2 separate regions of the Danio rerio genome follow, and region 1 is linked to region 2. Evidence: chromatin contacts called from public HiCAR-type data. All regions are on one chromosome and are shown on one strand. Each heading gives the region's core, a stretch centred on a gene start, on an enhancer-like site or on the middle of the called end of the contact. The rest is flanking DNA. Distances are from core to core; before and after follow the strand shown.

What was found. HiCAR-type assays count read pairs that join an accessible place to other places.
Region 1: a contact with region 2 is called in a HiCAR-type map of caudal fin, with 3 times the contacts expected there. The contact joins the promoter of epb41l5 here to the promoter of ramp1 in region 2. A contact is called at or near these places in 2 of 4 datasets of contacts at active chromatin or transcription factors (caudal fin and embryo).

What each region holds. Positions count from the first base shown.
Region 1 is chr9:30,609,593-30,615,168 of GRCz12tu, reverse strand. epb41l5 (erythrocyte membrane protein band 4.1 like 5) reads left to right here and starts at 4,167. Exons shown (of 26, transcript NM_200089.2): 1 at 4,167-4,301; 2 at 5,430-5,576. The coding sequence starts at 5,455. It overlaps ptpn4a (protein tyrosine phosphatase non-receptor type 4a), which reads left to right. Exons shown (of 26, transcript NM_001007200.1): 26 at 601-693. The coding sequence ends at 693.
Region 2 is chr9:30,537,275-30,543,258 of GRCz12tu, reverse strand. It overlaps ramp1 (receptor activity modifying protein 1), which reads left to right and starts at 4,010. Exons shown (of 3, transcript NM_001002693.2): 1 at 4,010-4,373. The coding sequence starts at 4,328. It overlaps epb41l5 (erythrocyte membrane protein band 4.1 like 5), which reads left to right. Exons shown (of 26, transcript NM_200089.2): 26 at 1-890. LOC141376144 (a long non-coding RNA gene) reads right to left here and starts at 2,553. Exons shown (of 2, transcript XR_012385452.1): 1 at 1,551-2,553; 2 at 1-1,437.

The DNA of each region.
Region 1 (5,576 bases), core at 2,918-5,417, 72 kb before region 2:
CCCAAATAGCTTTGGAAAAAGTGGTTGTAGTGCTCAGCATATATAAGTGCACCCCTCACAAATCTCTCTTTTAAATTCATATTTTTAATAGGAAGCTATACAATATTATGTTTGTGCATATACATTAGATTAGTCAGTACTGAAGACAAATCTGGAGCTTATCTAACAAAATAACTTAAGATAACAGTCCAAAAACTGGTACACCCAAATTATATGTTATAGAAACATATAAAATACAAATCAAGAGAACCAAGAACATGTTGAAATTTTGTAGTTTTTTTTTTTTTTTTGCAATATCTTGCTTGAATTTAATTGTATTATCTTTCAATTTCTAAATATGTTTGGTGACTAAAGATTATTTTAATAAATAAATCTGTTTTATAAATCTGTTTTGTTGATATGCACCAATATATTCACTGAGAAATGGATACAAATATTCATTTTCAAAATGAGGTGTACTCAATTATGCTGAGCACTATGTATGCGTGTGTCAAAACCCAGTCAATGATGGTTTGACCCTCTGCCATCACACTCGGCCATTCTTCCTTGACTGACTGACTGACACGTCTAACATCTACTTGTGTTCTTCTGCCTCCTCAGAGCCAGTTCAAGTTTGTGTGCGAGGCCATACTGAAAGTTTACGAGGAGGGCCTGGTCAAACCGCTCAAGTCCATTCTGTACGAATCCAACTAATGCCCTGCCAGCTTTCCCCTCCAAAATCATGCTGAAATTCACTGACAGGACCTTGTCCTCCTCTGTGACGGAGTGATGGACAAGAGTCAGAAGCCAGGAACACAGGACATAAACCAAGCACTGCTGCACTTTAGGCCGGCAAAGGGACTTTATGCCAGGCTTCAATGAGAGGAGGAAGAACGGACAGAACAAAATGGTGAAATAGGTACTTGTCGGGACTGGAGTGTTCAGGGTTTTGACAAATACATGTTAATAAAAATGAATATAGTAGATTGCTGGTGCCATATGTAAGTGTGTAAGGGCAGGCCCGTGAATGAATGAGTGTTTTTATATGTGGTCACCTATTATTTGAGACAAACACCACCCATGAAATGATTCACACCCTGGCCTGTGCTGCAGATGAACATTTGTGTTTTTTTATTAAGAGTATTTATTTAGTTTTAATTTTTGAGCCCTGCTCCTTCAGCGTAACTACTTACCCATCAAACTGGTGTTTCATGATGATTTTGTTTGGTTTGTTTTCTTTCAACTGTTTTATTTATATTGCTGTCAAACTTCAGTGCTATCAACAGAGACTGAAGCGCTTTGCATAACAGATTCAATGCAAAATATCAGTTCAGTCTCTTAAAGGATTCATCTAAAAATGAAAGTATTGTGATTTATTTACTCATCTGTATGTCTGTCCAAACCCATATGATGTTCTTTTGTCGATTGAACATAAAAGGAGATGTTTTGAAAAATGTTAATTCTGCTCATTTGCATTCAGTGAAAGCCTGCAACTTAATAGCAACATACCTTACTACACTTTTTTAAAGCCAAACAATAGCTTTGAGTGAGAAAAAGACTGACATTGAATTTTAATTACTGGAAATATTCCTCCCATTTGCTTATAAAATGTAAGAAACTGTGTGTAAAATATAAATTCAAAGCCACAAACTCGACATTAAATTTAAATATGGAATATAATTGTTTCAAAAACAGATATTAGATCAGTCCAAATGCAGACGTTCCCCTAAAAATGAACTCTGCGAGCCTTTAAAATGAGTTAAAGGGTGTTAATGTCCTCTGTAGGTGATGTAATGTTTATATGTTGCAAATTAGAACTGCTTCTTGTGTTGTTTTAAATGAATGTTACACACCTCAGTGTGGCAAAAGCATTAGTGTGTTGGAGTTCATGGTTGACCTGTTTGTTTCTTACAGCAGACTGCGCATTGCAGAATATCCCCCTAACATTAGCACGTGGAGAGTGTGTCCAGTATGTGTTATTACTGTATGTTTCTGCCGTCTGTATGTGTGTGTTTTTTTTTTAAATAATGGCCTGGTTTAACACATCTGGTTCATTCATCTGATTATATTTCATTTATTTAATTGAGCCCTAGTTTTTCGATCACATGTTTAGAATCCATTGAATCCAGCATTTGCATCTATTTTGACAAAATAACATTGGTTTCTCGTGATAAGATGTTGCTGTTTTAAGACATTTTAATCATAACGCTCTCGAATGAAATGTGTGATGCATTGTCCGGTTTAACAGGTTATCTCTAGTTACATGCAGAGCTGAATTTGTCCATACATGTAGTTTTTCTAAGGTACTATCTATTTTTACAGTCAGTCATTTGTCATTTTTGTTGTGATCACACTTGCTGGAGAACCTTGGTTTTAGGACCAAATAATGTGTTTCTATGCTCAACATGTTACAGGTTACACCAAAAGACATTCAATACAGGATTACAACATGCAATTTGGGAGAAAATACAGGCCCTCTACCTTGTGGGAAAGACAGCACTTTTTCAACAAAAGATGTACAACTGTAGACTGGTGTTAACGTTTTATTTGCTGAAAATAACAGGAAGGTCAAGTTTGTGCCACTTGTCCATTTTTATGAAAATATTATAGTGTACATACAAGGTTGTATATTAAAAAGAAACTCTTTTAAATAAAAATAAGTTGTGTGATATGGGTTGGTTTGTGTAAGGATGTGTTGAGATTTGTGTGCATGGTTACATTGAGTGATTTAATTACTTCCTTCAAGATCTTGACACGATCTTTTGTGAGGATACAGCAGTTTGACGTCTTCAGTTACCAGTTGGTGGTGCTGTTGGAAAAAAATATATGCTGCACACCTTTACCTGACTGAGCTATGTTGTAACTAGAAAGTTTGTTTATTTGTTTAGTTGAGTCTTGAGTTTAGATTTACACTTGCTTTTTTATTATTTGACATGTTTTAAATATACATACAACAACCATTTGCTGTTAAAAGTTTTTTTCATTTTGAAATGCCTGCAAATTATATTTTAGTTTTAGGGTTTGTTGATTTTAAGTAAACATTTTCAAACTGGTTTAAGCTTTTGAGACTAATCAATACCTACATTCAATATTTAAATGTTATAATACTTAGTTATAAAATTGACATGATTCTGAATGATTAATTTCTTATATCACTAACAACATCAAAGAAGGTAGAATTGGTAATGCAAATAAATACCATAGTGTGTTAATTTGGTCATCCATTGAGCAACTCCAGCATTATGAATGTGACATTTGCAGTAAAAACTCAAAACGTCAGTTCACATAAAAAGTATATGTTAACATTATATTGAACAATTTGTTTATATTTTCCAGAACAACTGACCACAGAGTTATAAGATCAGAAAAATATCAATCTGTAAACATGTTCTTTAAATAAGGAAAATAAACATGCGTTGTGGATGTGACCAAAAAAAGTTTGCAGTATACAACATAAAATTTCTGTGAATTGAACTGCACAAGCCAAAAGTGATACTGACAATCAAAAGGATAAGAGTTGGTTCTCTGTAGAAAAAACATGATTGATTTTATTTAATATTTTACATATATGAGGAAAAAAAGTGTCATGGATGACTTCTCTCCGTTATGGATGTGTCGGATCATGTGAAATTGGCACTTGTGTGACTTTGATAAATCAAATATAATAGCTCGAAAACACTGACAGAAACATTTTTGAGTATTTCTAAAGTACTGTGAAATACTTGCTTTCATAAAAAACTGAAAGGGTTTCAATATTTTAGAAAACTTAATTCATTTCATGGCAAGGTTGACATTTGCATGGAATTGCTCCATTACCATTTCATTAAGATTGCGTTCAGAAGTTTATTTTGATTTCTGTCACTCATTTTGTATTTACTGTCTATGAAACTGGATTGAGATGTCAAACTGGATTCTTCATGATATTTATTTGGTAACTTTTTTTATTTGGCCTTTCAGACATACACGCCTTGGGTGATTACAGTTTAAAAAAAACACACACTATTTATTTATTTTCTTACATTTCGTTGTAAGAACGTACTTAATGTAAGCATTGAAAGCATCCAGTCCATTCTCACCTCGCACCGGCCCTTTAAATGTAAATCCACTTTTGGGGATTTACGTGACGTCATTTCCTGAGGGAAAACAGCCACCCCACTATCTTTCGGACAGGGAGAATATCTGTTACACTCGTCTCAAACAAAAATACGGCGACTGAAGCACGCTGCGGCGTAGAAGATGGAGATTTCTAAACACAAAGTGTTTTACTGACAAAAGCCGCTGCTTGAGGAGCGTTTGACCGGCGGGATATTCGTCAATCTGCAGTGAGTGTCGCTTTTGTCTCTGGGCTGAAGATCAACAAGTGGATTCGCACAGTGCGCGCGAGGACGGCTCGAGTCGGTCATCACTGAGGTGGACGCGCTTTATCTCGGGACAAAATTTGATTTATCTCTGGTCGTGGTTGTATTATGATTTCTGGCTCCTCGTATCATTAAATAACTACCCGATGTATTGCTCCGCCATTGAATATAAGTTATACGTAGTTTATTCTTGAGCTAACAGGTGTCAGTGGAGTTCAGTCAGTAAGCGCGTGATCGTGAGAAGAATGAAACCGTTTAGATTTTGCGCGTTCACGCCTGACAACAGCGTTATGACTTTTGTACGATGTTTTCAGATTATTTGCCGTTTTTTGTTTATTGATTTGATGTATTTTCAATTAATATAACTTGTTAACAATAATTTGCAACAAAACACAACGAAACGCTAACGTTACATGTTTACCTGAGGCGTAGTACAGTAACACGTCATAGTAAGTTAACTTATTTAAGCAGAAAGAAAACATAAAGGTAACTTTCTTAAATATTAACGTTGCAGTTTGTTAAACTATATTAATAGTTATAGATTTAGACAATTTTTCCCGCATAAAATTGTTTTATAGAATTTGGACCAAAATGTTGTTAGGAGGACATTCATGTTTTGACTTTGACTGATGTTTTTTCTTGTTTTTCTTGTCTTATTTCAGATGTCATTTACATAATAGTAGCTAGAATTGTTTAACAAAAACTTAGGTAAATGTTCAAAAAAGGTGCCAGTCTGTGCTTTTATTATGACATGACTATATGGCAAGACAGCACAAATAAACTAGTTAAAGGAGTAGTTTACCTCAAGGTGAAAATGTTCTTCAAGACTATTAGGAGTTTATTTTTTTCTGTTGAACACAAAGGCCTTCATTCTGAAGAATTTTTTTTAAACTTGGGCCATTGACAGTAGTGTGGAGGGAAAAAGCTATGAAAGTCAATGACAACCAGTTTCAAACATTCTTCAAAATAAAATCTTTTTTGTTTAACATAAAAAGAAATTTAAACAGTTTAGGGGTGAGAAAATGACAACATCACTTTCGCTTTAAGTTATACTATCCATTTAAATGGATATGGATATGATCTTTGTTTCAGACTGGACTAACAGATCTTCCTAAACATGTTGAGCTTCCTACGCCGGACTCTGGGCAGGCGGTCCATCCGCAAACATGCTGAGAAAGCTCGACTCAGGGAAGCCCAGCGAGCCACAACACACATCCCAGCTGCTGGAGATGCCAAGTC
Region 2 (5,984 bases), core at 2,761-5,260:
AGCATAATGTCATTTGTCATCTGTTTAACTGACATATTTCACTGAGTATTCAGTGTAGTGTGTAATAGCAGCTTTAAAAGGGTCGATTAACCCAGAAATGAAAAGGTTCATTATTTTTTTCAGCTTCAAGTTGTTCCAAAGCTGAGTTTCCTGTTTAATATTAAATATATTCTGAATAATGTGGGTAACCAAATCCCTCTTAATGCTGGTTTTCCCATTTTTGTCCCTACTATAAAAAGCAAAATGGGGATCAAAAACTGACCTGAAAGAAACTCTTATACGTTTGGAACCATTTGAAGTAAATGATGACAGAATTTTTTTAAAGATGCTGAATTTGATTTTTTAGAAGATACAGGAGCAGCTGAGACGTCTCTGACTTGTGCAGTATTAAACTGGACAACGTAACCAGCTAAAATGTTTTAGGTGTGATACTAGAGGCCTTTCATTAACCCTTTCTTTTCCTCCTGTGTAAACTCCATAAGCAATTGCTGCTATTTTTCAGTACACTGAAAACTGCATTCTCGCTATAAATCACTGGATCTGAAATCACTGGAATCAAATATTTAAAGGTCAGTTATCAACTTTTTATACAAGCAGTTTTTGTGCGAGAAATTGTAAGTTAAACTTCTGAAAAGGTGTTTATATGATATTCATGCTCTGATTATTGGAAATGCTCAATCACAGAAAGCTGTTATAGCAGGAATATATGTATATGCTAATCACGTTTGTTCTCTGCGTCTCAGTGTAGGCTTATTTACATATTATATTAATGATCTGTAGATGTCAGCAGTGATCTGTTTATTTCGATACGCTGAAAAGTGTTATACACTGTAAGCCTTGTCATTTTGTATGATGTGAGACGTTCTTTGAGTAAAGGGAATTTTAACATGGTTATTGACTAGTGCTTTTGTGTGTACAGTTTGGAGTATTCTGAAAAATTTCCACTCACACTATTTCTTCAAGGAAATAATTGTTTCATTTAATCTTAAACTTTGCTGATTGATAGGCATAGTAATGTAAAGGTATACTGTAAAACCCAACAGTTAACTTAATCAAACGAAATGAGTGTAGTTAACTCAAATTTACTGAAAGTTAATTCTACTCATTTTAAAAGAGTTTTGAACTGTTGAAGGTAATGAGTTAATTAAATACCTCATTACGTCTACTTAAATAGAGTAAGTTTATGCAAGGTACTTCTATATAGATTAGTTTTTTAAAACTTAAATGGTTTGTTTCAATCAGTTTCCTTAAACAGTTTGAGTTGGCATAATTTGGGTTTTACAGTACTCAGTTGGTTTAAGTTCTCTTCATTTATTGGGTTTTACTGTGCTCAAATTGCTTTGTTTACTCAAATGGACTAAGTTCAAAGTACTCATTAAGATTAGTTTTTAAACTTAAATGGTTTGTTGCTATCAGTTTTCTCAAATGGTTTGTTACCTTAACTTTTTGGGTTTTACTGTGTATTGAGTTATATTGAACTTTTATACCAATCATTTTTAAACCGTATTAGTGTAATAAGTGTGGTCAGGCAGAAAAAAAAATTGATGCACATTTATACAACAAGCAACAGCAAATTGTGCACAAAATAATCATGAAAATTGAGTGTCAAGGATTGTAGAAGCCAACTATTAATGCTCCCTGAACATAAACGTGATGCTGTCATTTCCTTTAACCCAGAGGTGCCACTTACTCAGGTAAAACTAAAAATTATTCAAGTCTTTATGAGTGAATGTATTTATCATTGGGTAATTGTGGTTGTTCGTTTCCCCTCACAGGGAGGATGAAATGTCCAGTGTGGCAGCAGGTGGAGCCAGAGAGCTTCACCAGTCGGATAGGATCACGCTCGGGTCCTCAGGCTTGTATACAAAATTGGAAGCTCACATAGTGGCAAACACACAGGGTAATATTTCCCACCATAAAGTAGGAAATTTATTTGACAACAGTAGTATTTGTAAAAAAACTACAGTATCAAAAAAAAAATCTAGTAAATTACTATTTAAAGCAGGGGGGCCAAAACCAAATATAATTGGGCTATAAAGTTACTATTGCTAATTTATTTCATAATTTTTAAAAAATATAATTTTTTTCTTAAAATCCTAGTAGCTAAAGCAGTATAATTTGATTAAAATGGAAAATACAGTCACATTTTTTATAGCACAGTGGAGTTCAATGCTGAGTACACTAGTCAAGCAATATCAGCTTTTGTTCCCATTTGCTCACTGATTTCTCTGCATTGTGCCCAATCCATCGGGTGACAGTATGTGCATTTAAAAAAAATCTAATTCATTCAACTGAAACATGTAATTTCCATTTGTTTTTTGGGGGGCTTAGCAACAAAACAAACAAACAAAAAGTTAGATTAAGTAGAAATGACAGTCTATAAACCATGCTCATCATTCTCATTCTCTTGTCAGATGGGATGGTGGGCCAAATTAAAGGTTACCATGGCCCTATTTTGAACATTTTTGGATTAAAGGATTTGTATAACATTTCTAAAGGACATATTTTGTTGTTGTTATTGCTAGTCACTGAATTAAAAACTTGATTAAGACCCTTAAGCAGGTCGCACACCATAAGCGCCGCTCGGCGCCGCGACACGGCGCGTACATGACAGTTTAAAGTATCACACACCAGACGCGCACATTCGAATGATATTTAACATGAAACTAATCAGATGGCGCTCTGTGGCGCGGCTGAAAAATGAACTGCGTCCTGAGCCGTCGCCGGGCGCCGCCGACAGCCGCCGACTTGCGGCGCCGGTGTGTGTATCCTGATAGAAACCTATGTTTAGAATTCTAAAATACATGGCGCTGCGTGGCGCTTCTGGTGTGCGACCTGCTTTAGGACGCAGTTCATTTTTCAGCCGCGCCACAGAGCGCCATCTGATTAGTTTCATGTTAAATATCATTCGAATGTGCGCGTCTGGTGTGCGATACTTTAATCTGTCATGTACGCGCCGTGTCGCGGCGCCGAGTGGCGCTTCTGGTGTGCGACCTGCTTTAGATGAATAGTTTTCACCCATTGATGGATAAATGGTTTAATTACAATTCATTATGAATATTGGAACAATTACACACATTAAAGTATTCCAACTGCTTTTAGATTACTTTTGGCCTAACTCATTTATTTAATAGATTTGAATGGAATTATTATTGGGTACTGTATTTTCTTGTCGTGCTTGAATTGAGTATTAGGTTGAACTATTTCAATAATTTTATCATGTAGTTAAAAAGGCAACTGATTATGAACTTTTTTTGATGCACAATCGAACTAAAATATGTATTTTTCTAGGTCTGATTATACGCTTAAGATTACATATAAGCATATAACCCAATCCTACGTAACCTAATTTTTGACTTCTGTGTAAAATATCAACAACTCATAATAAACCTACCAAATATGTATTAGAACCACAGGGTTAACTTAGAAACGTTTTGTCACAAATCTTAAATTTGTAATTTTTTATAAATTTATTGTGCAATGCTAAAGCCCCACTAAGAAAATTCCATTCGTTTTTCTGCTACTTAATTCTAGCAGCACTGCTGCTGATGCTTTAATGATCAGACCAACTAATCATTTTGGCAAATGCACCTGTAATTCAGATTATGACCACAGATGGCGTATCATCTCACGTTTACTGGGGCTGGTTTCCTAAATTACGAATTTACATTTGGACATAAAAATTTGCACCAGTAAGCTACACAGAAAGTTTCGAGTCGAATTTCTTTTGTGTTATTTATTTATTAATAGCATTGGGTGTATTCACTATTTATAAATTGCAAATGAAGAAGACGGGAGTAAAATTGGAAGAAACAAAATGAACACTAAAACCTTGCATGATATTGGGGCTGCAAATGTTTCCTTTTCATTAACCGCAGAGTGAATCGTAGTGGTTTCCTCACTTCTGCAATCAATTAGTTTGATGTTTATTATTAGCTAGCATAAGTTGATGAGCAGTGAGGGAGGCGCTTCTCGTATAATGTTCCCACAAGCGCAGCTCGCATCTTTCAGTAGACGCGCCGCCACCGCGCGCCCGACCAACCACGAGAACTACTGAGCGCGCGCTCCAGCTGACCCGAGACCCGCTTCAGACAGGTGCTCGTTTGGGCTTATTTTGACGCTAAAGCAGTACTTTATGAAACACAGGGCATGCTGGCTGAGTGGAATAGAGGATTTCTTCCTTCCTTCAACGTCTTCAGTGCAGAACCAGCGCTGAATGAAACTGTATGAACAATTAGCTGACAGACGCTCAGATGTGTCTAGCTGTGAAGGAATAGCGACGATTAACCGACCAACAAAAAAAACTTGTGTTTGACATTGACGCGTCATGGCATCAGTGTCGTGGAGACACGCGCTTTTCGTCTTGGTAGCTGGTAAGTTAAACTGGTTTGTCCTGTTTGTTGCCTGCATTCCTGCCTATTATGCATGTTATTAAATTCCATGAAGGCTAGAAAATACAAAAAAAAAGTAGAAAAAGCTGAAACAAATGAGAAAGTATTATGTAGTTTGAAGGACTAGCGCTAGTCACTGTGGATATTCCTCAGCAAATGTTAACACAATTAAGCAAATATTGACTGTTTTTTATTTATTTTATTTATTTATTGTTCAACCGTAAATAACATTGAACTTTGTTGTAGTTGTCATTTTAACACTTAACTAAACGCTTAACTAAACGATTAAACTATAATAAAGCATGAGTTTGTATTTATAGAACCAAATATTTTGGAAAACGTTTTATTTAGTGCCTTATGAAAATTAACCATTGGTTTACTACGAATAAAACTAAAAATTAAAAATGTTAATTAAACTGTAGCTGCAGTGAAACTAATTATATATAATGTGGTTATGCCAAAAAACAGGTTAGCTACACACTAGTACTATAATAAAAATATGGCTTGGTTTCTTAAGCAGTTGGTTTTCAAATATATTTGTAGCATTATTAATTAACAGTATTTGCTGTAAGAATATTGTTTATTATGCTGATATTATATGTTGCACCATTGTTGTTCATTTATTTTTTACTGTTTAAATGTCTAAAAAACTAATTTTTATATAAATATATTTTGATTTTGGGTACTACGCACAGTTGTAAGCACTGAAAGTGTTGACAGAAAACATATAAAACTATGAATTAATTTGATCGCCACTGTAATGCTTTTTTGGTAAAAAAAAAACACAAATGCTCTGACCCCGGTATTTTTCACAATACACAGGGGTTGAAAATTTTGCATAAAGACATAAATTCATAAGTGACAAGCCCTCCCACGTATGGGTCAATTATCTAATTTTCTAATTAATAATGCATGGCAACCTCCTCCTGTTGGAAAGAATTCATTTCACACTTACCTTAACAAGCTGCCTGAGCTGTGCCGAGCATGACTAACAAGCAGCTCTCTGCTTTCCTTGATTTTCTGTCACCATTCAATTGGGACCGCTATATTACTCGCCAAAGCTTCATGCCATACTTTTGTGGAAGAATGTCTATTAAGAATTTCAATGCAACTGCAAGCGATTTGTTGACATGAACTGACCTGACAGTGAGAAATATGACATTTTCTTGTTTGTGACAGTAACAAACATCCGTTTGGGTGACAAAAAAGGAAACAGGGTGCTAATGGATTCACACAAGAGAAAGGCATTATGCTCACGCAACTGCAGAAAAAAAATGCAATCAGCCTGTAAAAATCTGTGACTCTTGGATAAACACTTCTGCTCCAGTTAAGCTCACTGCAGTGAGTGCGCTATAAAATATGTAGATTTAGCAGGGGAATCTTCTGACTTTGAAACTCTGAGGAAGTGAACTCAGGATGAGTGTCTGTTAACCATGGCCAGGTCTGAAATGAAGCGTGTTTTATGCTTTGCGAAAAGATGTGAACAAAAACTTTGATATGCATTTCAAAATAGGTCACAATGCCATATGTTGTATTCCAACTGCACTGCATTGTTCAGTGTTGCTTCAAATGACTCTAAACAAAAGGTTAAAA